7 separate regions of the Mus musculus genome follow, and regions 1, 2, 3, 4, 6 and 7 are each linked to region 5. The links are chromatin contacts, called in public HiChIP or PLAC-seq and promoter capture Hi-C maps. All regions are on one chromosome and are shown on one strand. Each heading gives the region's core, a stretch centred on a gene start, on an enhancer-like site or on the middle of the called end of the contact. The rest is flanking DNA. Distances are from core to core; before and after follow the strand shown. Region 1 holds the start of Blzf1 (basic leucine zipper nuclear factor 1). Region 2 holds the start of Slc19a2 (solute carrier family 19 (thiamine transporter), member 2). Region 3 holds the start of Pou2f1 (POU domain, class 2, transcription factor 1). Region 4 overlaps Nme7 (NME/NM23 family member 7). Region 5 holds the start of Sft2d2 (SFT2 domain containing 2). Region 6 overlaps Nme7 (NME/NM23 family member 7). Region 7 holds the start of Ccdc181 (coiled-coil domain containing 181).

Region 1 (3,375 bases), core at 771-3,270, 890 kb before region 5:
GCTACCGACAATCATATTAACCTTTATAAAGGTGATCCCCAGCCCTCTCCTCCAGTCCAGTGGTCCCCAACCTTCCGAACGCTGAGATCCTTTAATACAGCACCCCGTGTGGTGGTGACCCCAACAGCACACTTCGTTGCTACTTCAGAACTATAATTATGCTACTGTTTTGTATATATGTAATGCAAATATCTGATACGTGGGGGTCATGGCCCACATATTGAGAACCTCTGTTCTCTAGGCTCTGGATAAACAGTTGCTTGATCAAATGCGTGTGCACACTTATGCATGAAGCACAGCTTCTGGTGTTTCACAGTATACACTGGTTTCCTAACAGTGCTAAGAAATGCCTGTATAACCAATCCAACCCAGCATTTCCAAATTCATTTGTTCATAGAATCATTTCCACCTGATCCTTATTATTTAAATGCCCCAGACCTTACTATCTGTTTGCTAAATTAACTGTCATCACTGTATTTTTAATGTACAAGTCTACAATTTTAATATTTAGTTAAATTGTTTATTTTAGGTTTGCGATGAGCCCTATAGGTAATGGTCCACCCCTCCTATGATGGCAGTGCTATTCACATGCTTGAGAGAAAGTTCTGTTGTTATACTGACAATCACATTGCTCTCCCGAGACAGTTAAAGGATGCAGACAAGTGACATCAAATATAGGTATAGTTTTCATTGATCCATGTAGCACAAACATCTGTTTTCACTAACAATAGTTACAGTGTAGTAAAAATAAAACGAACAGTTGTATTACCTGCCTTACTAGATAATCAAGGGGGAGCTCTCTGAGTTCAAGGCCAATGAGTTCTAGGGCAGCCAAGGCAACCCAGAGAAACCCTGTCTCAAATAACGCCCTCCTACTCCAAAATAAACCCAAAACACAACCCTCCCCCCCAAACCAAAAAAGCAACCAATCAAACAAAAAACCAAATCAATTATTATCAAAACAAAAACACTTACCTTTGTTTTCCGAACTTTTAAGGGTAGTCATTTTTTCCATAACTAATGAGAATACAATCCAAGACTTTCACCGAAGACCTAGAGATGTATACATACGAAAGAATTAAAGCAATAACAATATATTCAGAGAATGCATCTACTTTAAAAGTTATTTTTTAATTGTTTCTGTCTTTAGTACCCACGTTCTTCATTATTTCCTTTTGACGGGCTGTAATGTATACCTGTTAAATAATGAAAACCCAGGCATAGGTTTAAGTGGTCTCTGGAGTCTAGACTGTAGAATAGGTGACCACACGTCCTAAAAGCTGACTGTTCCTAGATGTATACGATTCAGTACCCGGTCTAACTTCCTGAACATCACAAATCCTTGCCCTGGGAATGCATCCTGAAACTCTATCCAATGGCAAACAGAGACTTTAAAGTCAGAAACTTCGCTGGGACCATGCGATGCCGATGAGCAAGTGTCCTTGTCTAAGAAACACCGGGTGAAGGTGTGGGGAGGCATGGGTGCCGAGTTTAAAAGGAGAGGAGGTGGAAAAATTAAGCCTGTCAGCCTCATTCCCCAGGAGTATGAGCCCAAGTTTGTCCCTGTCAGGAGGAGCCTCTTCCCAGAACAACCTTTAAATCCCAAACCAATGGCTGCCGAACTCCAGCCCAGACCATCCTCTTCCCACCGCGTCCGGCACACGGGCCGGCTCCAGGACTTACCTGTGATATCCTTACTTCAATGTCCACCGCTCAGGCTCTTCACTCGCTCAGCAGCCGGCTGACTTGTAAACTCCCCTGGCACTCGGAAGCCAACCCGCCCAAGCCTCCCTGACACGCAGCGCCTCGCTCACTCTAATCACTTCCTATTACACAGGGTTTCATTTCCGGAATGCTCTTCTGAAGGACAAGGACCAACTGACACTTCGTGCTGTGTGTAAAATGAAGAGAGACAGGGTCTACTATGTATCGGCTCGGAAAGCGAAAACTGGAAGATATCTACTTAAAAAAAAAGTACCAATAGATAATGCAAGCGGTATGGACGCTTAAACTTCCGGGTCACTACCAGCCAGACGGAAGTGAACGCGTTGGAACGGAGAAGGTGGCGTCGCGTTGCCCCAGGCGATGAGGCAAAGGGTGGATCTTTGAGTGAATGGGCGGGGCCTAATTACTCCCAGCCAATGGAGACGAAGCAGCTTCGAGGCGGCGTCTTCGAAGCAGTGGCTGGAGGAAGGCGGGGCTTGCGTTGCCAGAGTAACCGGATCATTGGTGGTGGTGTAGTCTTCCTGTGTACAGGAATCTATTTCCTGTGCTGAGATCTACAAACTATGGTAAGTGTTATAGGGAGGCCCTATGAAAGGCTCCGAGACCCTGGTTACGGAACATCCAAGTCTTTGGGCGATTGGGCACCCCGCCTTTCATCACCTCTTACCTCGCTAGGAGCAGTTCCTTCTGCCTCTGCGCACCCCTTTTCTTGCAGCACCCTAATTTCCATTTTAGCGCCACTAAGACCTCAAGCTAGAGCAATGTAACAGAAAGTAAATGGGGGTGATATGGAATCTAAGAAAACCCGATGAGAATTATTTCGAATAAACCGTTTATAAGCTTGCATTGTTTATCTTTTTCGTTTTTCAAGCTTGCAGACCCTTATCGACGTGGTGCTGTCTCAACACTAACTTGGATCTGAATCTCCCTGAGTGCTGGAGTCAGTTCTCCCAAGCGGTGGAGTTCTACCTTGCATCTCCTACCAGGACCGCTTAGTAATAGCTGTCTGCTGGCTCAGCGTCTAGTTCATTTCATACTTTCCAGATCACTGTGTTTTAGCAGGTATGTTTTTCAGGATTACTTGGAGAGTTCTAGCATTCACCAACACCACCATAAATTATGACTGAATAGGAATGGGGCTTGATACTTTGCGTTTTAATAAGCCTTTAGATGGTTTTAATGTACCCATTGCTCTAGTGCACAGAGTTCTAGTTAACTCATCTTTAGTCATCTCTGCACTTGTGCGTGGTGGACGGGACAGAGCAAAATGTTGCCTTCAGGTGGGTGTAGCTGTGACTTAGCAAGAGGCATCTGCACAATGAGGCTTTCTCATTGACTGACGTTCAGCAGTCCTTTTTGTTAACCAATCTGGTCCTTTGGTACCAAAGAGACCTTTTCAAACCTTTACTTCACAGACCCAATCTCTTTCCTCCCTCTTTTCTCCTTTCTAGGCACTTGACAGAATCTAAGAGGCAATGTATTCAGTATTGGATTCCAAATAATCAATGATTTTACCTATTCTGTAGCCTCGTATTTCTACTTTAACGAAGGAAGTGTGGAAGTGACCGTTCATCTGTTTTGCTCTTGATTTCTCTTGCTCCCATCTATTGTAACCATTTGTGGCATGAAGTTAGTTAGCATTTGATCTGG
Region 2 (3,517 bases), core at 318-2,817, 950 kb before region 5:
GCTTACAAACTGATATCATCACAGGTTATATAGCCTCTGGAGGCTAAAAGGAATAAAGTCTTCCTAGCCAGCCCTTCAAAAGACTCTGAAAGATGTCAACACCACACCTTGCATTTTGGCAAATTGCTCCACGCACACATTTTGTGTATTCACTCGTGCAGCTCGATTCTGCTGATATTGGGACAGAGTCAGTCTGTGAGTCCAGCAAAAAGTCATGCAGAGGGCGATGAAAGAAAGCGCTGGGGATTCCTGCCACGGTTTGCCCTTGAAAAACTTCTGACAACAACCTGCCCTCTTATTGCCTCGTTTTTCTGTTTTAGTGAAGTGTTTTAGTGAAGGATCGCTCAATGGGAACCCAGGAGGTTCGCACAGTGAGCCCTTTCAGTCCTGCCTGCCAGCCCTCAGGTGTCTAGTTGGTCCTTCTCCTTGGAGACGCAGTGACCCAGGCAGAAATGAAAGAATGAAAATTCAGATCGCCCTCACTAACAACAGCAGTCTGAGAGGTGAATCTCAAGACTGGGAGTCGCTGTGACCAGAGGTGCTGGAGAGCCAGCAGCGCATGGTCTGAGCCAGATTTTGTAGCCAAGAGTAGGAAAGGGGGAGTGCAGGCTCCCTTGGAGAAAGACGGGGTGATTAGCCTGTCTGGATGGACCGAGAAGACAGAAACCTCCCAGTGTAGGGTGGGGGTTAGCTGCTTTTACTTTTGAACCCTGTGGGTATTTCGTGAGCGGCACACTTCCTGAAACCTTGAGCCCATTTTAGGGCCTAGGTTTTTAGGGCGATTTCCTTTCCATAGGATATATTAGTTAATTGTTCTTTGTATCCTGCCAACAAAAAGTGACGAAATAAAGCAAAAGCCTCTTGCTGATTAACTCGGTCATCCTCGTTTTCTTTCTGTCTATAGTAAAAGGCCCCAAATCTCAGTTCTCAGGTCCAGCTTGTGTCTTTCTACCACATTTAAAGACAATGTTAAAAAAAAAAAAAGCAAACTAAATCAAACCCAGCAACAACAACAAAAAGCTCTTGGAGCCCAGGGATTGCATTCTCCCGCCTCAAGGTTAAAGGTTTGCAAGCCTGTGTCATCATGTGTCCCGGGCAGAGGACCAACATCAGTAGGTTGGCAGATAAGACTGAGCAGACTCGCTGCGATGAAGCACACATCCGGGGATCCCGCTCTAGGGAGCCTTCCGGACGTGTGATCGGAAAATGCCTGGTGACCGATCCGACCAGGGAGGGTGTGTAGGGTCCTCGCCACAGAGTCCAGACATGGCCCCTAAAAGTCCGATGTCCCAGAACCCCTCACGTCAGAGCCCGGGCGCGCAGCCCCAAGCGGCCTTTCTGTCTTTTGAGCCACTGGCCAATAGGGAAGCAGGGAGGTTGGCTCCGGCCGGGAGGCATTGGCGAGGAGGAGGTTCCCGGGGGCGTGGCTAGTGATCGTCTGCTGTGGGTGGGCGTGGCGTGGGGCGTGGCCAGGCGGAGGCGGGCCAGACCGGGAGGCGGACCTAGGGAAAGGGCGTTCTGCGGTCGGGGCGGGGCGTGGGGGCGGGGCCAGGCGGGGTGGCGGGCCAGACCCGGAGGCGGACTTAGGGAAAGGGCGTTCGGCTAGCGAGCTGTGGCCGCCGGCGGGCGGTGGGGACTCCAAGCACCTTGACCCTGGCGCGAGGCGGCGTCGCGCACGCTTACAGGTGCCCGCGCGGGCTCGCGGCTCGGGCGCCCTCCCGTTGGCCGAGAAGGAGGAGGGGGCCGTGTCGGCGTCCAGCCCCTCGCGCCCAGGATGGACGTGCCAGCCAGGGTGTCCAGACGAGCGGCGGCGGCGGCGGCCAGGATGCTTCTGCGTACTGCCCGCGTCCCTCGCGAGTGCTGGTTCCTGCCGACCGCGCTGCTCTGCGCCTACGGCTTCTTCGCAAACCTCCGGCCGTCGGAGCCGTTCCTCACGCCCTACCTTCTGGGACCCGACAAGAACTTGACCGAGAGACAGGTAGGCAGGAGCGGCAGGCGGGGAGGCCGAGCATGTCAGATGTTTGTGGAGGGTCTGGCGGCGGAGTCCCGGAGCGGGCTACGCAGATATCTGTTCGGATTTCTGCTCGCTTGGAAAAGTGGCCTTACTCTTTGCGTTTCTAGCACGTTCCGTGCGAGACTAAGCAAGATGGGCCGCAGCCCACGTGCATGTGTGTTTCAGGCCGTATGTGGATAACCCGGTTCTGCCCGGACAAGTCCTGTGGGAGCTGCTGGGGACCGGGGACAGTGCGTGGATAAAGAAAACAGTAAACTCGACTTTCAGTAGAATATGTACATATGAGTGTTTGTATGTATATATGGATGGATGTTATTTGGCTTTGTTTTTGTGAGAGGGTCCCCCTTTCCTTCCCCTCCTTGACTTTGTTTACCCCTGACAAGATAGATACGCGCTATTACAGAAGGACAATACAGGACAGTAGTACGCCATCCGAATATGGGTGCTTGATTAGGTAAGACTGTGTCCAAAGATTTACTGCACCCTCTGAAGTCCGTCTCTGGGATGAAAACAGACGGTGTCATATAATTGGTACTTAGCTTTTCTCGGATGGTGAAGTGTTGCTTCACCTACAGGTTTTATCCTCCGTACAGGTGTTTTTGAGGGCTGTGATGCACATGGGCCATGACCAAGAACTCCTGCGCAGACATTTATTCAAGATACAAACTTGTACGCACAGCACCACAGAAGTGCATAGTATACTTCAGAAATGTGCCTAACTCCTGTGATTAAAGCTCATTATCCCGGCACTTGGTTTTGTCAGAGGAGCTTGTAGATGGAGATTGCTGCTCCAGGACCCTTTCCTTGAGTATCCAAAAGAGTGAAAGCTCAGGTCCGATGTCTTTTCCCTACTGTCAGATGAGTGGATGCTGAATAATTGCCACCTTCTTCCTATACCCGGTTTCCTTCCTTACCGCGCTGCTTCCCTGCCCAGGTGGCTGTAGAATATGACTCCCATTTAAGCCTCCCTGTCATTTCCTGTCAGTCATCACTTCTGAGGAGCAACTAACTCAATAACTTGGCATGCCAGGTCAGAGCAAGAGGTGACACTACCAGACCCATTTCAGACTGGCAGGATATAATTACTCAGAGTCCAGTTTGTTGTGCCTTTATTCAAGGTCACCTGGGAAAGAATTGAGAGTCAGTGTGGAATCCCGGATCCACTGACATTTAGCAAGTACAGCTGACTTCTGCCGTAATGTTACACCCTGCTCCCTAGTCTTATGGATCATGTCACAGTTATTCATTATCCATGTGTATTTTGGTGCTGGTTAAAGCCAACAGTAGAAAGATAAAGCCTTCTGATTTAGAATGGTTTTTCCAAGAAGAAAATTGCTCTGTGGTTATAAGAAAGTGCGATCTTGGAGACCCAGGACAACCACTGAACCTGAGGTATAGACCCTGAGGCAGACATGACTCAGCATGTGAGCAGAGTAAGCAAGTTTGCATGCAAACTGCTGTGCGATCTGCACAGTGTATGTCCTTGCCTGACAGAAGCATGTG
Region 3 (3,600 bases), core at 118-2,617, 810 kb after region 5:
ACCTCCCTGAATTAGACATTATTCAAATGAGAAGCAAGTAGAGAAGACCCAGCACGCAGCTAGAAAGCACTACCACACACAGTCAGGGAGGGGGATCTCCGTGTCTAGCCACCACCCCCGCTCCCCGCAGTACAGGAGAAATCTAGAATATGATCAACTTGTCAGGCCAGCCCTTTGAGGGCAGGAGGGCAATCCTTTACGGTCCAGTTCTCGGGTGACCTCCGAGAGCTCCGAGGCCTCAGAGCGAGAGGGTCCCCAAGGCTACCAGCGCGTGGGGGGGGGGGGATGTGCGCGGAGGAGCTACCAGACCCCGCGAGCACCTCCAACCCAACTGTCCCGCGCGACCCACAGCAGCGCGGACCTCTGGGTGAGGGCCCGGGACACACGGACAACCGAAGCCATTTCCACGGAGGGGAACTTCCCCGAGGGTTCCTCCCACCTAGCCCAGCCTCCAAAGGGTCCGGGGGACCCCAGAGCGAGCTCACAACCCGAAGGCCAGCTCACAGGGCCCACGCCACGCTGCCCCTAACCAGAGACACGGACTGGCTGGGGTCAGGCCGCTGCCCCGGGCACGAGCAGGGCGCGGCTGAGGGGCCCCGGGCCGTGACCCCCGGGCTCGGCCCCACGCGGACCCCCCGCACGGCCGGGGGCAGGGCACCACTCCCCGGTGCGTCCCGCAGCGAGCAGCGTTCCCCAGCCCGAGCCCGCGCCGGCTCCCAATCCTGGGGGGGCGCCGCGCGGGTGTCCGGCCACCGGGGTCCGCTCGGGCCCCGCCGCCCACCGGCATTGTGCTCGCCGCCACCTCTGGCCCCTCCACGCCCCCCCACCGCCCGTCCAGGTCTCCCGCCCGCACCCCGCCGCGCCCCGCCAGCCCAGCAGCTATGAATATGTAAAATGTCTTTATTGTCCTCTCCCGGTGCCCCGGCCCCGCCGCCTGCCGTGGACCCGCTTAGATTCGGGCACCGTGCGAGGAGGCGGCGGCGGCCGGCGGAGGAGGAGGGCCGGTGCCGGCGGGCGGGCCGGCGCGGCAGCCGCGGGGTGGGCCGGGGGCAGGAGGAGCGCGGTGGCTCACAGCCCCCTTTGCCCCGGGTCTTCTTCCCCCTCCGCCCGGCCGCTCCGAGCTCCTTTTCCCCCTCCGCTCGGCGCCCAGAGGGGGCTGTGTTCCCCGGCCCCCCATCTCCTCGCCGTTAATTATAATAATCCTGAGTACTAATAAATTATGCTAAGTCGCGGGGGGGGCAGCGGGAGCCCGGCTCGAGTATGAATATGAATATGTAAAATGCTGTAATGATTACCTGCTGCTGCTGCCGCCGCGGCTGAACTCTCATCTTGACTCGCTGCTCCTCCGTCCGCCATTTTGAATATTTTAACCAAAATCGCCCGGTCGATAAACCCTCCCTCGCTCCCGCTCCCCTCCCCCTCCCGCCCTGCTCGCCGCCTCCCTCCTCTCCGCACCCTCCCGTTCCTTCCTCTCCCGAGGCGCGCGCCAGGGGGCGCCCGAGGCCGGCGCTGCTCTCCGCCGGCCCCCTTGGAAGAGCTCCACCCCCCTGCGCGCGCGGTGCGCACGCGCGTCCAGGCTGCAGGGACCCCGCCCCCTCAGGCTTCTAAAGTGCCCCCTAACCTGCCAATCATCTCTTCCTTGTTTTGTTTTTTTTTCTTTCCCCCTCCCGTCCGCGCCGCTGTGCGCACGCGCAGTTTTCTCCACGCGCCGGAGAGGTAGGAAGCGCATGCGCGTCTCTTCGCCCCCTCCCTCCCCCCGGGAGCGCGGCTTCACCCCAAAGTGTAGTATGTCAAGTGCTTGTTTACGTCTCGGGATGGGCTTCCCGTCTTCCGTGTTAGTCCCCTCCCGGATAAGTTCGGGGTTTCCACGGCGGTACTGTAAAAGGGCAACATGCCCGGCGTCTCGCCGCGAGGACACGCGTGAGGGACTAGCGAGCGCTCCACGGCCGCGCACTTTTTCAGGACTCCCTCGCAGTTGACTGCGACAATGGAGGGGACCGCTCCCCGCCGAGGTAATTTCCGGCCCTGTGTGCAGGTGGGGGCGGAAACGCCCTCGGCGGGCAACGGGCACGAGGCACCTGCTGGGCCACGCGCGGACGTCCCGCTTTAAATTTGAATCCGAGCTAATCCCCGCCCCGCGCCTCAGCCCACGCCGCAGATTCGGGGCGGGGCCGGCGGGCGGACTCCTGGGGGCGTGTCCTGGCGGCTCTAATTAGCCAGGCAAAGAGTCGCCTCCACTTGTCGCGCGTGCCCGGCCCAGCCTCTGTGGGAGCGGCCGTCCGAGTCGCCCGGACGCCCTTGCACGCGCCCACCCGTGCGAAACAAACAGACCCCATCTGCGTAGGGATTCTTTTTTCTTTTTTTTTTTTTTTCTTCTGGAGCACCTTTTAAAGGCTAATTGTAAACTGACCTGATTAAAACCATGCAAGTTGGCAATAGCGCCAACGGTTACGAATTCTCTTTGCTCTGTCGTTCAGTAAATACGATCGCGGGGGGCGGGGGGTGGGGGTGGTGATATTCCTCTTGTGACCATCTTCCTAAGTAATTAGCCAAAATATTGCCCAGATTGCTCCTTTATTGCAAAAAAAAAAAAAAAAAAAAAAAAAAAAAAAGGCCTGGATGAAGACCCAAATCTATTTTACTAATTCTTGACAAGTCCCAAGATTTTCCTAAAAAAATTTCTAAGGATAAAAACAAAAATATTGTGTGGTAAGAATAAATAGGTCCTAGGCTGTCCTTGAGAGGGGTATTCCTAAGTTTCAACTGGGTAAAACTGCAGGTTCTGCACACACACACACTCACACACACACACAGCCCTAAACACCCTAAATAAACAGATCCCTACCTGGAAGCAATTATTTTAGCGGTTAAAGTTTTCATTGTGAGCCCGAGGTTGCTTGTTGAATTCTTTACTCTGCACAAGTACACCTAAAACTGTCTGTCTGTTACAGCTAGTGATTTGAGGTGAGATTGATTTATTCGAAGTAATTAAGCCTTAGGGTGTGCACATGACTGCTTAAACCAAATAATTGGTCCACCCTATAATTATTTCAAAATACACAAACCAGCACAGTAAAGGAAATGCAAATTTGAACCATGTTACAATTAATATCTGGAAATATGACAAAATTATATTACTATAAGGGAAATCTTGGAATATAATTTAAAGTGAAGTAAACAACACTATTCCTGGCAGGTACAAATTTGAAGTCATCACCACTAACCTATTTTCTTCCTATTTAGTCTTAGTTTGCTCTTTGGTTCAAAAATTAAATGAATATGACCTTCGTTCAAGTCACTGAACCTGGTGGATACACTATTCATTCTGCATTGTTTCATTTCCATCAAAGGAAGTAGGTGTGGAGAGAATTAGTTAAAGAATAATTCTATGTGTAGGGTGGGAAAAGTTTAAAATAGTCTGTATCAGTCTTTTCCATAATGGCAGTATTTATGTTTGCATCTGTGTCCCCAGTGCTTAGCCCAACTCTTGGCTTTAGTAGATGCTTATAAGTGTTTTGAAAGGTATTAAAAAATAAACCCGACAACTGTCAGACCACGCTCTCAAACTCCTGCCACCACTAGTTCCCTCTCGGCCACAAT
Region 4 (3,360 bases), core at 420-2,919, 770 kb before region 5:
CTGGGTCTTCTTACGGCTTACACCAAGCGTGGGAACGGTAGCCGTCCATTATACTCTCCTGCTAAAGAGAATTCCAGAGTAACCCAAATTCGGTAGAAAGGTGCTCTCCAGGCCATAGGAAGGATGTAACTCATAAAGGTCATCCTCAGACAGTAGCTGTCGTGAACAATTCCATTTGGAAAAACAAAATGCAGAGGGAAGAGAAAGATGCCATTAGCTACATACTAAACACGGAGTGATTTATCATTATAGAACTACATGAGTGTCTTAGGGTTTTACGGCTGTGAACAGACACCATGACCAAGGCAAGTCTTATAAAGGACAACATTGAGTTGGGGCTGGCTTACAGGTTCAGAGGTTCAGTCCATTATCATCAAGGCAGAAACATGGAAGCATCCGGGCAGGCCTGGTACAAGATGAGCTTGAGAGTTTTGCATCCTCATCTGAAGGCTGCTAACAGAATACTTGCTCACAGGCAGCTAGAATGAGGGTCTTAAAGTCCACACCCACAGGGATATACCTACTCCAACAAGGCCACACCTACCCCAACATGGCCACGCCTTCTGATAGTGCCACTCCCTGAGCCAAGCATGTACAAATGAGCAAATCAGCTTGAGTCACTTCATAAAGACCAAGGAGATTTTTAGGATGATAGTAGTTCAATGACATCATTGAAAAGAACTTGTACAAATACAGTAGATGAAGTCTATGAGGGTAGAGTAAGGCTGTCCCCTCAGATCAGTGTTTAGGGCTCGACCATCAAATGAGGAGCAGAGTAAAGAATTAGGTCCACTAGTGCCATATTCCCTGTCCCTGCTCTCTCTGAGCTGGAATTGATGAGACTGTCCACTGGTTGACGTCAAAGTGGGTTCAAAATCCTTTCCTATTCGGACAATTTTCTTATAATGACACATAAATAAATGAGATAAAATGAGCAAAATAAAGGCGAGGGGGCAGAACAGTGGCTCAGAGGTATGGTAAAGGCCTTGCCACTGAACCTGACGATGGCGTTCCATGGCACTCAGACTCACATAGTGACTCTCCTGATTCTTCCAAACGGTCCCTTGACCTCCACAGGAGTGCATGACACACGCAGACCCACACAGTAAACATATGTAATTTTAAAATGATGGGAAACTTTTTAAAAGTAAGAAACCTTTGACATTCTTTATCCCTTTTGGTTCAACTAGCATCATCCTTAGTGTTTGTTTGTTTGTTTGTTTGTTTTTCGGTTTTTCGAGACAGGGTTTCTCTGTGTAGCCCTGGCTATCCTGGAACTCACTTTGTAGACCAAGCTGGCCTTGAACTCAGAAATCCACCTGCCTCTGCCTCCCAAGTGCTGGGATTAAAGGCGTGCACCACCACAACCGGCTCCTTAGTATTTGTTAAGTACCCGATACACATTTGATAAGAATATACATTTGACTTCACTAAGAACTATCAATAATTGTTACTCTAGAATTGGCTCCTGGGGGTTATTATTTAGTAATAATTTTTGAGTTTTGTTAGTAAATGTAAGGGTAAGTGAACATTGTGACGAAGTATCGCCTCCTCAGTATTCTGATTTTTCTATTCAGTGACTGGGAAATTTGTGTGTTGTCAACAGCTAGCAAATCTGTGCTAAGTCAACATAACCTGACTTAGATAAGGGGCAGGCAAGCTTCAGGCCGTCAGCACGTGTGGCCCACTGCCTGGCTGTGCATGTGCACGCTCTGTAAGGCAGTGGTTCCTGTGGGTAGGTCTGCAGCTGTTTTCTAGCCACACTGTCAGAACTAAGAGGACTAGAGACTCTGCCAACTATGTTTCCTGCCTCTGTATAGGAGAAGTTTTGTGGTCCTTCGTTTTGTTTGTGAGACCTGGGAAGATGGCAGGAGATAATTAGAAGCTTACAGCGCCCTTGGCTTATTAGTCTACTGACATTGTGTTGACAATGGGGTACGCACTGATCTAGGAAACGGGGACTCGGTGCGAGCCTGCCTCTCAGGACAGCTTGATCAGTTTCTGCTGTCCCGCCACAACCAGAGCACTCATCCCTAAAATGTTTCCATTTAGTTGTGATGAAGTCAGAACTCCTGTACATTACAGTCAGGCCACTGTGCCACTGACCCCAGGCTCGTTCCTGTCCTGTGTGTTTTCTGCATTACCGTTGCGATGGTGTCTTATTTGCTGTTTGTCCCTCCTGACCACACAGGCTTGTTCTCCTTCTGAGGTCATGCTGCTCCATAGGCACACTTTCCAGTGCTCATTTGCTTTGGTACTTCTCCTAATTTTTCAAAAGACTGTGAATTTCTAGTTTCTCCAGAGTCTCCCTTAATTACTTTTATTATTATATTTTCCTAGTCCATATATACTAAAAAAACAAGCTTTCAACATATTTGTGAGAGCATTAATAGCACATATTAGGTAGTTTCAAAAAAATTATTGTTGCTGTTTAGTTTTGTTTTCTTACTGTGATATAGCATCTGTGAGAATCGGATCCTTGCTTATGTTGTTAATTGTGTTCTTAGTGTTCAACATAGAACTGAATACAGTAGTATACCATAGAGTGTTGTAAATGAGTGGAAGGAATTGTGGCATAAACTTGAAGTCGATACAGGTTTTTATAATTACCATAGTTTTCCTTTTCCTCTGAGTTTCCTTAACTCTGGTCTTGATCTCAGTGCAGTAAAAATGTTACCCTTCAGTGCTTTCTGATACTCGACTTTAAGGGACGGAAAGGGCATAGAAAGGAGAGGTTGATCTAAATGACAGGGCTGTACAAAAGTCAGGATTCCTGCATTTCTTTATTTCTGTGATTCCAGTTTTTGCCCAGTTCAGACTATTCAATCAACTGTTAACTTGGACTAACCAGAGAACCCATATCTCAATTTTTTTCTTTAAATTTACTGTTATGTTATGACAGAATCAAAGCCTAGTTGTATGAGAACCATCAGTGTGTGTGTGTGTATCATGTGCGTTAACAATTGTGAGGAAGGGGATAGGGAAGGGCACCATGGTCAAAGATGCTGTCTGACACAGCCCTGAGGTCCTTCAGTGTGTGCCCCTCAGTCCCCAGGTGTCCCACTGCCATCCCCAGGCAGGCTGCATGCACTGGAAAATACCACTGATGTGAGCACAACTTAGCTCTCTTTGTAATGAGTAGCTACTTTTGTCGTGTTGGGACATAATGCTTTATAAGAGCAATTATGTCATCACGTAAAGAGCAGAGGGTTTATTTTGGCTCCCAGTTCAAGGGCACTGTCCCTGAAGGTAGAGGAGCCATAGTGGCGGAAGCTGGAAGCAGGGTCACGTTGCATCTCTAGTCAGGCAGCAGCAAGAGGTCACAAGGCAAGCTTGCACTCAGATCACTGTCTCTCAACA
Region 5 (3,297 bases), core at 38-2,537:
TAACAAGGTTTTCGAATGCTATCAGGCAGCCTCTGGGAGCCACAGCTGAGATTCCTCCACACTGCCCTAACTGCCTGCTTACCGCTTCCACTAATGCTTCTGAAAAGTACCTTAATTTGTTAATTTGTTCTGTTACTCTAAGAACTTATCAAACTGTTATCATGTTGGAACACTGAGTTTGCAGAAACCTGAATCTGTCCTGGGGCCATGGTCACTCGTATTTGGCTTCAAAATAATTTATTCTCTTTGAGATGCAGTTGTGTTTTGTTTTGTTTTTTTGCAAAGACAAAACTCAGAACAAAATCAACCACAGAAGTGAGCGCAGAATGTTGGGGAAACCACAAGAAAGTCAAGTAAACACTAAAGAGGAACTCCAATTTCCAAGGAAAAGGGGCTATTGCATCTCGTTCAACACCCTTCTTTCTCAGAAGGGGAAACCGGGGCTAAGGATACATCAAGTAAAACGTAATTCTGTCTTCAATCAAGAAAGGAAATGTAAACAAACTTCCAAAGCACCCAAAATATGACATTCTGAGTGGCTCTGGAGCACAGGACTTTTGTGGTCAAGTTTCAGAGCCATCAAAGCCCTACTAACAAAACAAACACACTGGCAGTCTCCGAGCGTGGTGAGAATCTATAGTTTAGAAAGTAGCCCTGGAGATTCGGAGACCTGGTAAGTCCCTGTTATCAGGCGTTCACGGAGTTTTACAATTACAAAGCAGAACGCATAAGGTCTGGCTCTCACACCCCACAACCTAAACTAGTCCGCGATCCGGCGGTGGATCCTTCCACGAAGGCCGCCGGCCTCGCCCAACTCCAAAGGGCTCTCTCTCCCTGGCCGGTCCGGCTGGGATGGGGCTCGGGGCCCGGATTCCAGGAGGCCCCGGGATCCACACTCCCACTCCACAGATTTCTGAGGTCTTGCTTCAGAGCCTCAAGCCCTTCGGAGGGAAGGTTGGAGAGGGTTCGGGAGCCACGCCTTCCACAAAGCTCGCGCTGCCACCTGTGGCTGTGTCCCGGCAGAGCTCGGCGCGGCGGGCCGGAGGACAGCAGGGCAGCTGTCCAAGAAATGCCAACTCCCCCGGTGCACGCACCTCGGACAGACCGCTGCGGTCCTCGGTGTCCTGGCCGCTCAGAACTTTCTTCAGCTTGTCCATGTCAGGGTCCCGACCGCCGCCTTTGGCGTTCGCTCCGCCTACCACTCTTCGGGGTGCGCAGCCGCCGCCCCTCCGCCCGCTGCCAACCACGGCGCGCCCCGCCCAGGCACCTGCCCACCTGCCCGCCCGGCATGCCCCGCGCCAGCCACGCCCCCTGAACGAGCTCCTTGGGGTCACCCGGGGCGGGGCCGAGAGAGTCGGGGTGAAGTCGGCCAGGCGATACCTAACCCGGAAGCTGGCTGCGCGCCCGGGCTTCACGGATTCGTTCCAGCGCCCAGCACCACCATGTGCCAGGGCCTGGAACAACGCAGGCCTTTCGCAAACTTACCCATGGATGCTGAAGTTAATCCGCTGGTGGTTGTACACCGCAGATCTATAAAAATATATATTTCCCACGTTAAGTAGAACAAATCAGTGTGCAACAGGCTGGAGCAGTACAACCCTGTGTATTCTTAAAAGCAGCAATTCCTACGTCATCCCTAGGGGAAATGGCTCGGGAGATATGACTTGGGCAACACCTGAACAGATGGCAAGTGGTGAGAAGAATCAATATTTTCGTGTTTGGTAAATGCTTTACTTCAATCAGTCTGCAGCACTACTGAGGCTATGAAGCAGAATCCATATGAAGTCATGGGCTCTTCCAGACAGGACAGAAATTTGCTCACCTTGCACACTGGTGGCCAGAGATATCTGGAACACCTATGTTAAGATTAAACTAGTTCAGAAAAGGCACTGAGACCAAGGTGTAGCTCAGTGAGAGAATGCTTGCCTAGCATATGCAAGGCTTTGGGTTCAGTTTCCACCACTGTCCCTGCTTCCCAAAAAAGGGAAAGGAGACCACAGAGGAACTTCAGAAACACCCCCTAGGTCACTTTACCTCCCACATATTTTCATGTGAGGTCTCCAGCGTCCTTCTTCACTTGTATAAAAACATAAAAACATAAGACCAGCTGCTGCTGCCTCTGCAGGGACTCCTCTTACCTGCCACATTTTCCAGTGAGTCCTTACACCTCTCTGTAAGACGTCAAACATCAGAGCACAGTGCAAAGGCTGTGTCCTGAAAGATCCACTCTAGCTCTGTCATTTGCCACTTAGGAGGCCTTGAGCTAGAAGCTCCTTAGCCTTTCTGGTCCCCAGCTGATTTCCTCTGTAGAGTGAGCACAATGGCTTCCAAACGTGACTGTGGAAAGCAAGCATGACTGTATAGACAGGTCTGGAGCAGAGGGGAATTTAAATAGCATTTAGTAGAAGCTGTCCTTGTTCTCTCCTAGCCTGATGGCTTTTCCAGCCACCTGTGGTGAGGTGATAGAACTGGCCCCCACAGGCTCATGTGTAAACACTTGGCCCATAGGGAATGGTACTACTAGGAGGTGTGGTCTTGTTGGAGTAGTTGTGGCCTTGTTAGAGGAAGTGTGTCACTGTGGGGGAAGGTCTCCTATGCTTTGACGGCTCCTATGCTCAAGCTCTGCCTACTGTGGTACATAGTCTCCTGCTGTCTTTAGATCAAGATGTAGAACTCTCGGGTTGGAGAGATGACTCAGTGGTTAAGAGACACTCAGATCAGTAGTGTTCATAACAGAGCACACAAAGGTTGAGGGATATTGGATCATGTGACATTGTTCTTAAATGTCTCTACATGGAGGTTTAGGCAGAACTCACAAGATTCATGATACTGATGCTAAAGCACAGAACACCAGCATCTCTGGATTACAAAAAGCACCTCTGTCAAAATTGCAGTTCCAAAAGGCATAAACTTTCAACTCCATTATTATTATTATTATTATTACTATTATTATTTAGCAATTTAATTTATTAGCATGTGTTAAATATTAGCTATACTTCTTACCTTTATCTTCCATATGAATATGAATGAATGTTAGGAATTTTTAAAAATATTTTTATTAGGTATTTTCCTCATTTACATTTCCAATGCTATCCCAAAAGTCCCCCATACCCTCCCCCCCCCCACTCCCCTACCCACCCACTCCCACTTTTTGGCCCTGGCGTTCCCCTGTACTGGGACATATAAAGTTTGCAAGTCCAATGGGCCTCTCTTTCCATTGATGGCCATCTAGGCCATCTTTTGATACATATGCAGCTAGAGTCAAGAGCTCCAGGGTACTGGTTAGTTCATAATGTT
Region 6 (3,691 bases), core at 66-2,565, 820 kb before region 5:
TAAGAAACTCCCACTTGTCGTGTAAAGGATATGGACCTTCGTCTTGCATTGCTATTAAAGTACGCCACCTTTGTCCAACTAAATGTGCTTAGCCAAAATATCATAGATTGAAAGCTAAAGTGTATATAAGCTGCCCTCCGTTAACTTTGACGTTCAAGAGACTTTAAAAATATATAAAGCAGTGTCTCTTATCACTAGTAAATACTCACTTTTCCTCAAAAATATTACTTTCTGTTAACAGACAAAGCATTTGTTATATTTAAATTAATAACTATTTTTAAATTTCTGTTTTAATTTATAATAAATTCTGTTAGATAGAATCTATGTAAATAACAGTTCTTTAGAATCTTAAAAATTTCTAAGAATTAAAGGGTCCATAATGGCAAACAGTTTGAAAACTGCAATGAGCACTGCCTTTTTTTCTTTAAATCTGCAAACTTCAGAGAAACTCACATTCTCACTCTGTGGTTGACATCATCAGGCCTTTACTTGTGTGTACTTTGAGAAATAAGTTCACCTCTGGTTTGCTTTCAACCTCCATCCCATGTCAATTAAAATAGCACTATTGGATTGTAATTCCGATAGTAAGTAAAAATGCACACTAAGGCATCATTTTTGCTTGGTAACTGGACTTTCTAAGTACTTATCCTGACGGTTTAGAATATTGTGTGTGTGTGTGTGTGTGTGTGTGTGTGTGTGTGTGTGTGTGTGTGTGTGTGCAAGTGTGTGTAAGTATTGTGGTAAATCTCCATCCCCAAATAAGCCCCAGCAATGAAAACATGACTCAATTAATATGAATCCATGCTGTGCGTCTAGATTGGGCAGATCTCCCGCTACTCTACCGTCTTCCTCAGCTTATGAGACCCCTTAGAACTTGCGGTTTCTCCAGGCCATGTGCTTCTGCTCTGCTTTTCTTCTTCCTCCTCTGCACCCTCTCCCTCTTCCATTTTTTCCTTCTCTCCTCACCTTCGTTCCACCTTCCCTTTTTATCTGCCCAATCATGAGCTCTACTTTATTTTACAAATTAAGGTGGGAAGCAGGTTTACAGGAAATCACCTGAGTGCTGACTCATTCCTTGTTCGCAGCCCCTCACAGGAGAATGGATTTAACATCAAATATAATTAGCCCCATGGCTATCCACAACATGTAAGAGACAGAAAGAGGGAGATAGGGTTGTAGTTTACTTGAAAAATCCAAATTATCTTCTAGGTAACTTAGAGTGATTGCAGCCACAACACAGAGCAGCTAAGGATGTCTCTTCTGAGTCTGCATAAGAATGGGCCCCTCAGCAGAGAGGATAGAGCGGAAGCTCGGGGACCCTCCCCCCAGTGGTAGAGTCAGAGTGTCAGGTGGGTAGGTAATCATTGTTTTCAGCTGTGTCTCTACCCTCCCAGGCTCGCAGAGTCTGTTCTAATCTAAAGGTCACACAGATGGCCCTGGTTGAATGGGGCCACAACTCAAAACCAGAGTTGTGATTCTGGGCAAGGGACTGGTGGGAGTGGCAGTGGTGATAGGGATGGGAGGGAGAAAAGAGAGGGTAGGCAGGAGAGAGTAACCAGAACACATCATATAAGGCATAAATTGTCAAGTAACAAAGTTAATCAATAAGAAATGTTGATATTATAAAATTTTTATATTAAACAAAACTATCTCAAAATTATTGCCATACTCTTAAGAGTCAATAGAACCTTCCCCTTTAAAAAAAAAAAAAACAAAAAAAAACAAAAAAAAAAAAACACCCATTTGTGAAGGAATTTGTTCCCGAACTCCTCATATTGATATCCGGGACTATGCTGGTTAGTTTTTGTCAACTTGATGCAAATGGTGAGCTATCTGGGAAGAGGGACTCGAAGTTGAGGACCTGCCTCCATACTCTCAGCCTATAGACAAGTCTGTGTGGCAAGTTCTTGATTGTTGGTTGATGTAAGAGGGCCCAGCTCACTGTGGGCAGTGCCACCTCTGGGCAGGTGATCCTGGGTTGTGTTAGAAAGCAGGTGACCCAGGGAATAGTGGCAGGGACCTTTATTTAATCTCAGCACTGAGGAAGGGAAGCAGAGGCAGGCAGATCTCTATGAGCTGAGGCCAATCTGGTCTTCATAGCAAGTTCTAAGCCAACGAAAGCTACATAGCCTGTCTCAAAAAGCCAAGAGAAGAAGAAGAGGAGAAGGGAGAGAAGGAAGGAAGGAAGGAAGGAAGGAAGGAAGGAAGGAAGGGAGGACAGTAGGAAGGAAGAAAGCTAAACAAGCCATGGAAAGCAAGCCAATGATCAGGCTTCCTCCATGGTCTGTTTTACTTCCTGCTTCAGGCCCCTGCCTTGAGTTTTGTACCTTGACTTCCCTTCATGATGGAGGTTGTAAGCTGAGGTAAACCCTTTTTGCCCCAAGCTTCTTTTGGTTGTGGTGTATGTCTTAGTTATTGATAAATTGCTGTGAAGAGACACCATGACTAAAGCAACTTAAGAACGAAAGCATTTAGTTAGGGAGTTGATGACAGTTTCAAAGGGTTAGTCCATTTCCATTATTGAGGAAAGGTGGTGACAGACAGGCAGACATGGTACTGTAGTGAGTAGTAGCTGAAAGCTTACCTCTGATCCTCAAGCCAGGGGCAGAGAGAGACTGGACCTAGTGTGGGCTTTTGAACCCTCAGAGTCTGTGCTAAATGACACACCTCCTCCTACAAGGCTACACACCTCCTTCTACAAGGCCACACACCTCTTAATTCTTCCTAAACAGTCCACCAACAAAGAACCAAACATTCACATTTACTTGCCTCTGAAGGCCATTCTTATCCAAACCACCACAGTGTCTATCACAGTGGGGAAAGAATCAAACTAGCTCCACAGACCTTCAACTGGGGTGTCATCTCTCTTCCTTCTTGGTGGTCTTCTTCTTTTCTGAATTGCTCATACATTTCTCTTTAGCCTGTCATTTTTCTTCAGGATTTAAGAGTGATATATATTTTAATTCCCCCTTGAAGTCTCTGCCTACCTTTTCTATCATTTTATGTTTTCCTCTGAAATCCAGCATCTTGTTACTTCATTTGGTGATGTTATTTTAAAGTTGTTTGATTTTCATGTAATTTACCGCGGTAGATTCATGGGGCTGTAAAGGCAAATACTGCCTTAAATGCTTTAAAATGCTTTCCACACTGTTCTCAGGACCATCTCTGATGCTCCTGAAGCCTGCGGGGCATCAGATGATGAAGGGTGTGCTCAGCTCAGGGGTTTACTGGCATCTTCTGCAGAGATGCTGCATTTTCCTCATTTGGAGTAGAAACAACGATCACTGCTGTTGAAAACTTGTATTGCTTAGAAACCTAAAATAGTTCAAATATTTTATATTTTGAACCAATTTGTTCTTCATTTGTAGGAATGTTGGGAAAGATTTTAATAGCTATTCGGGATGCATGCTTTGGAATGTCAGCGATACAGATGGTAAGAGCCTTGCAATGAGCCATGTTGTATGGGAGAATTGCTTTTTAATAACCCTTAAAATGTGTGTAAGTGAATGTTAACTGTGCACTTGAGATTTGGGCTTATTAAAATTAAAGAGATGCACATTCCGTAACCTGGCTGGATGTGGTGGCACAGGCCTTTAATCACAGCACTCTGGGAAGGAGAGGTAGGTATGCATTTGAGGCCAGCCTGATGTACGGGGTGTGTTCCAGACCAGCCAAAACCACCACCAACAAC
Region 7 (3,399 bases), core at 270-2,769, 920 kb before region 5:
TTTATTATAAATATATGTAGGTATGAAATATTTCTAATATGCAATATAATTTAACTTATTTGACATGTTTGATGGGTAACATCGACTTGAATGGATTGAGACATGCTTAGGAAATGAGGAGAGCCCAGCTCCAGGTATTTCTGTGAGGTGTTTCCACCAGTTCTTACATGTCCTTCGTTTTCTTCCCTTGGTCAGTCATGGTTAGCCTATGTACACTCAGCTCACTGGAGAGAAGAGGCATTAAATGATGTGCCTGCATAAAGTGTGACATAACCCCTCTCTCATTCCTTCCTCCCCTGCGGGTAAGTCTTGAACACTCATGATACATCTCGTTATTCTATGATTTGATCGTGAACTTTCTAAAATGTCCTGTTTTCGAGGTATTTTCCTCTCTCATCTCTGATGACCAAAACCCCACTTCCTTCAGAAACCTTCATTATCCTTCCTCACCAAGCTTGTAAATATTACAGTTAGTTCCTTTTAAAGACCTATTAGCCTGGGGAACTCAAGAACTATCTATCAAACATTTATATGGCTGGAGGCTTGTAAATGTCTAAACCCAGTCTCTCCTTGAAAGGGAACTCACAGTTTCCTAGGAATGACTGCCATGAATATTTTTGCATGGAAATGAGACATGACAATGTTTATCCCCAGATCACATTGTTGGCTTCCAAGTTATGCATGTAATTGCTAACAGGCAGTGAGGCATAAGGTTTTGATGTATGCTTCACCCTATCTGGTATATTTTGAGTCAACAAAACAAGTTGATGCCTGTCTTCCCACAAGCTATCATCTCCATGTGTAATGCCCAGCCCGTCTCCCATAATTTATACTATTTTTCAAAAGTAAGCTCTGGAGTAAACTCTTTACATATATAAAGATATATATATATATATAATCAAGGAGAGGTTAATATATTAATATATATTAGCTTATATATGAATCTCTCCTCGATCCACCTTTTTTTTTAGATGAATTTGTACCTATGTTATATTGCCCTTCTATTTACACTCTGTGAGCTCCTTCATGGCTGGCCTATTATCTATCACCACAATCTGAATGTTCTCTTATTTTCCTATTATCCCCCAAGGTATTAAGGGAAGTTATGGGAAAACTGTAGTTGCCTCTCTTGATGAGTTTGATTGCTGGAACTAAAGTTCTATTTTCTTTCATAACTCCTTTCTGTAAATACAATTTTGGCTATAATTTCTTTAAGCTGAGGGTCGAAACAGCAATTAACAACTAGCAACTGTTATCTTTTAATATTTACTTGAGGAACTGTTATCTTTTAATATTTACTTGAGGAAAATGAACACAGAAATGCACTTTTATTGTTAAGTTTTGGAAACAAATTAAAAATCTGACTACAGGTATACAAAATCCACATTCAAGGCAGAAAACCAAAGGGGATGCGAGTCTTCCGGGTCTTGGAAACGCTGGCCGGATGTAAGGCGCAGGTGTTCGCGGGGATCCGTTCTGCGCCTGCGCGCGATCCTACCCCGCCTCAGTAGTGGGAAGTCCGGAAGAAGGCCTCAGAGGCGCGCTGTTGCCATGGCACCCGGGTGCTGGGTGCTTCAGGAGCAGGCCCCGGGGTGTCACCGTTGCCTCGTTGTCAGAGCTTAGAAAAGGAGAAGAGAGCTCCTGCGGCCATCTCTGTGACCCCAGCCGCTGCATCTTCCACAGGCAGGAGGGGACTTAGCGGGAGAGGAGGGAAGGACAGGCAGACAGGTGGCAGGAGCAGGGAGAGGATAAACGTCGGGGCGAGGTGGCAGGGAGGCGGCTGAAGCGAGCCCTCTTCCAGGGAGAAGCCCCAGGATCTCCCCAGCCCCGCACAGCGTCACTTCACCATGCACCAGGAGAGCCCCTCAGAGGACGGCTTAGACGCTTAGAGTTTTTGTCCTATCATTTCCCTTCTCAGAGTTTAAGACTATGAAAGGTAGCTTGCGTGGAAGAAATCACTCCTGAAATGTTAGCTTCCACACATAGAATGCTATATTCATTCCGTTGGTGCTTCAGATGTTCAGCACGAATCCAAAATTTTACCTAATTTTGTTAAATATTCCTGTCAGAGCTTGTAACAGATGGTAATTTAAAAAGTATTTCATAACACCACAGACTTATGGGGATGCAGCAGGAAGGATGGACCAGATAGTTTCATAGTGCTGTAGAAGTTTGCTTAACTGCTTTTTAAAATAAGGTGTTTTTTGTTTGTTTTTGTTCTTGTTTTTGTTTTGTTTTTGCTAAATGCTTTTTTTTTATATGGAAAGGTTTTCTCTTTACTGTTTATTCTTTTGGTTCTAGGTGTTTCAACAAATATTGTTTAAAAGGTTATATATGTAGGGGTGAAATAGAAGTATTGGGTTAAAGTATTTTTAAATATTTTTAATCTTGTGAGAAAGTTACCAAATATAATGTGCATCTATGCCTGAGGTTCGGAGCCACATTGCAAGGTCTTCAGACACTGAGAATTTTTCACACACTTAAGTGGAAGGAACTAATTTCTGCCACTGCAGTTTACTATTGATCTGGCCAAAAGCACTTACAGAGATTTTTTTTTTAAATTGATGATAAACTTTACATTTTATATGTGTAAAAAAAAATCATAGTAATAAAATAGGAAATGCTAAGAAATGCGGTTCATGGAAGATACCATTTTATTCTAGTGTGTTGACATGTGTATCATGTGAGCAATGCCCTGGTGGTGATGGTTAGGAAGCCAAAGGGTTGAATATCCTGTGACTCATTTGAAAGGCTTACGGGGCTTGGCAACAGGAGTTCATGTTTATGTTGCTTGTTTACGCTAGAAGCAGTGGAGATGTTTCTTTTTGGAGCTGTAGAAATTCAATTACACTTCAGATTTGATCCAACTTCATTTATTTTTCATTTATTTTGCCTGTGCCCTTTTAAAACTTATATTTGTGTGATTTTATTAGGTCTTAAATATATATGATATATTTTTATTTGTTATTGGTTCTGGTTTTGAATTTAGCATTTTAGCTTTCATGTAATTGATATTTTAGGAGCTCAGAAGTATGAACTATTTCAAACTTATTATTTATGAGCTCAGAATTATGTTTGATATAAGACTCTGAGAAGACATGGAGGAGTTAGTTCTAGAAAAGTTTTCTTCTAGCAGCAAGTTAAACATCGTAATTTCAGCATCCCTTCTGTGAAAAGAGAGCTAATGATACCATGGAATAATGAGTGTGAAAACCAGTGTGGTTTTTACATGCCTTTTGTCTTAAGGCAAATTTGATTTTATTCTGTGTCATTCATAGTGTAATCATTTTCACTGGTGGGTAGGCAGAGAGTGTAAGGAATCTAGTATGTCTTGAAGGTAGATGTTGGTTTATCCAAGTCACCTCAAAATAACTTCTAATTGAGAAGTTATTGAAGCCT

The links. Promoter capture Hi-C pulls out the DNA fragments that hold promoters and counts their contacts. HiChIP or PLAC-seq counts read pairs in DNA pulled down with a chosen protein or histone mark. Capture Hi-C pulls out chosen DNA fragments and counts their contacts.
Region 1: a promoter capture Hi-C map of liver shows a contact between it and region 5. The contact joins the promoter of Blzf1 here to the promoter of Sft2d2 in region 5. A contact is called at or near these places in 19 of 39 promoter capture datasets (the 3T3-L1 cell line, 3T3-L1-derived adipocytes, the C10 cell line and 14 more), 8 of 484 Hi-C or Micro-C datasets (CD4 T cells, CD8 T cells, Sertoli cells and 5 more), 26 of 115 datasets of contacts at active chromatin or transcription factors (the 230-238 cell line, the NIH/3T3 cell line, the SCID.adh cell line and 20 more) and 5 of 9 other capture datasets (adipose tissue, embryonic stem cells, liver and 2 more).
Region 2: a promoter capture Hi-C map of pre-B cells shows a contact between it and region 5, with 6 times the contacts expected there. The contact joins the promoter of Slc19a2 here to the promoter of Sft2d2 in region 5. A contact is called at or near these places in 17 of 39 promoter capture datasets (the 3T3-L1 cell line, 3T3-L1-derived adipocytes, the C10 cell line and 12 more), 8 of 484 Hi-C or Micro-C datasets (CD4 T cells, CD8 T cells, LSK cells and 4 more), 9 of 115 datasets of contacts at active chromatin or transcription factors (the 230-238 cell line, bone marrow-derived macrophages, embryonic stem cells and 5 more) and 1 of 9 other capture datasets (liver).
Region 3: a contact with region 5 is called in a FOXA1 HiChIP or PLAC-seq map of pancreatic cancer cells. The contact joins the promoter of Pou2f1 here to the promoter of Sft2d2 in region 5. A contact is called at or near these places in 1 of 39 promoter capture datasets (erythroid cells), 3 of 484 Hi-C or Micro-C datasets (embryonic stem cells, erythroblasts and rod photoreceptor) and 1 of 115 datasets of contacts at active chromatin or transcription factors (pancreatic cancer cells).
Region 4: a promoter capture Hi-C map of liver shows a contact between it and region 5, with 2.3 times the contacts expected there. The contact joins the enhancer-like site here to the promoter of Sft2d2 in region 5. A contact is called at or near these places in 3 of 39 promoter capture datasets (cranial neural crest, liver and pre-B cells) and 5 of 115 datasets of contacts at active chromatin or transcription factors (the 230-238 cell line, kidney, large pre-B cells and 2 more).
Region 6: a contact with region 5 is called in a promoter capture Hi-C map of stem cell-derived epiblast-like cells, with 5 times the contacts expected there. The contact joins the enhancer-like site here to the promoter of Sft2d2 in region 5. A contact is called at or near these places in 6 of 39 promoter capture datasets (cranial neural crest, embryonic stem cells, frontonasal cranial neural crest and 3 more), 3 of 484 Hi-C or Micro-C datasets (B cells, bone marrow-derived macrophages and embryonic stem cells), 8 of 115 datasets of contacts at active chromatin or transcription factors (astrocytes, embryonic midbrain, embryonic stem cells and 3 more) and 1 of 9 other capture datasets (embryonic stem cells).
Region 7: a contact with region 5 is called in an H3K27ac HiChIP or PLAC-seq map of microglia, with 8 times the contacts expected there. The contact joins the promoter of Ccdc181 here to the promoter of Sft2d2 in region 5. A contact is called at or near these places in 13 of 39 promoter capture datasets (the 3T3-L1 cell line, the C10 cell line, the HPC-7 cell line and 8 more), 1 of 484 Hi-C or Micro-C datasets (bone marrow-derived macrophages), 15 of 115 datasets of contacts at active chromatin or transcription factors (the 230-238 cell line, the NIH/3T3 cell line, the SCID.adh cell line and 11 more) and 2 of 9 other capture datasets (adipose tissue and liver).

What each region holds. Positions count from the first base shown.
Region 1 is chr1:164,305,464-164,308,838 of GRCm38.p6, forward strand. It overlaps Blzf1 (basic leucine zipper nuclear factor 1), which reads right to left and starts at 2,021. Exons shown (of 7, transcript NM_001160209.1): 1 at 1,684-2,021; 2 at 976-1,053. The coding sequence starts at 1,015. Nme7 (NME/NM23 family member 7) reads left to right here and starts at 2,209. Exons shown (of 14, transcript NM_138314.4): 1 at 2,209-2,291; 2 at 2,597-2,787.
Region 2 is chr1:164,247,479-164,250,995 of GRCm38.p6, forward strand. It overlaps Slc19a2 (solute carrier family 19 (thiamine transporter), member 2), which reads left to right and starts at 1,568. Exons shown (of 6, transcript NM_054087.3): 1 at 1,568-1,978. The coding sequence starts at 1,775.
Region 3 is chr1:166,001,267-166,004,866 of GRCm38.p6, forward strand. Pou2f1 (POU domain, class 2, transcription factor 1) reads right to left here and starts at 1,368. Exons shown (of 16, transcript NM_198932.3): 1 at 1,296-1,368. The coding sequence starts at 1,356.
Region 4 is chr1:164,424,717-164,428,076 of GRCm38.p6, forward strand. The region is part of intron 13 of Nme7 (NME/NM23 family member 7); the gene reads left to right. Among named protein-coding and RNA genes, the nearest start is that of Gm39690, 7.8 kb to the left of the region's middle. Within about 2 kb of position 1,670, at least 25 of the 459 cell types and tissues checked have an H3K27ac peak or open chromatin away from gene starts, as enhancers often do. A contact at or near this core is called in liver and pro-B cells, where this site is marked.
Region 5 is chr1:165,193,146-165,196,442 of GRCm38.p6, forward strand. Sft2d2 (SFT2 domain containing 2) reads right to left here and starts at 1,288. Exons shown (of 8, transcript NM_145512.4): 1 at 1,095-1,288. The coding sequence starts at 1,157.
Region 6 is chr1:164,375,991-164,379,681 of GRCm38.p6, forward strand. It overlaps Nme7 (NME/NM23 family member 7), which reads left to right. Exons shown (of 14, transcript NM_138314.4): 10 at 3,369-3,433. Among named protein-coding and RNA genes, the nearest start is that of Gm39690, 41 kb to the right of the region's middle. Within about 2 kb of position 1,316, at least 18 of the 459 cell types and tissues checked have an H3K27ac peak or open chromatin away from gene starts, as enhancers often do. A contact at or near this core is called in embryonic stem cells and stem cell-derived epiblast-like cells, where this site is marked.
Region 7 is chr1:164,274,079-164,277,477 of GRCm38.p6, forward strand. It overlaps Ccdc181 (coiled-coil domain containing 181), which reads left to right and starts at 1,520. Exons shown (of 6, transcript NM_029115.3): 1 at 1,520-1,683.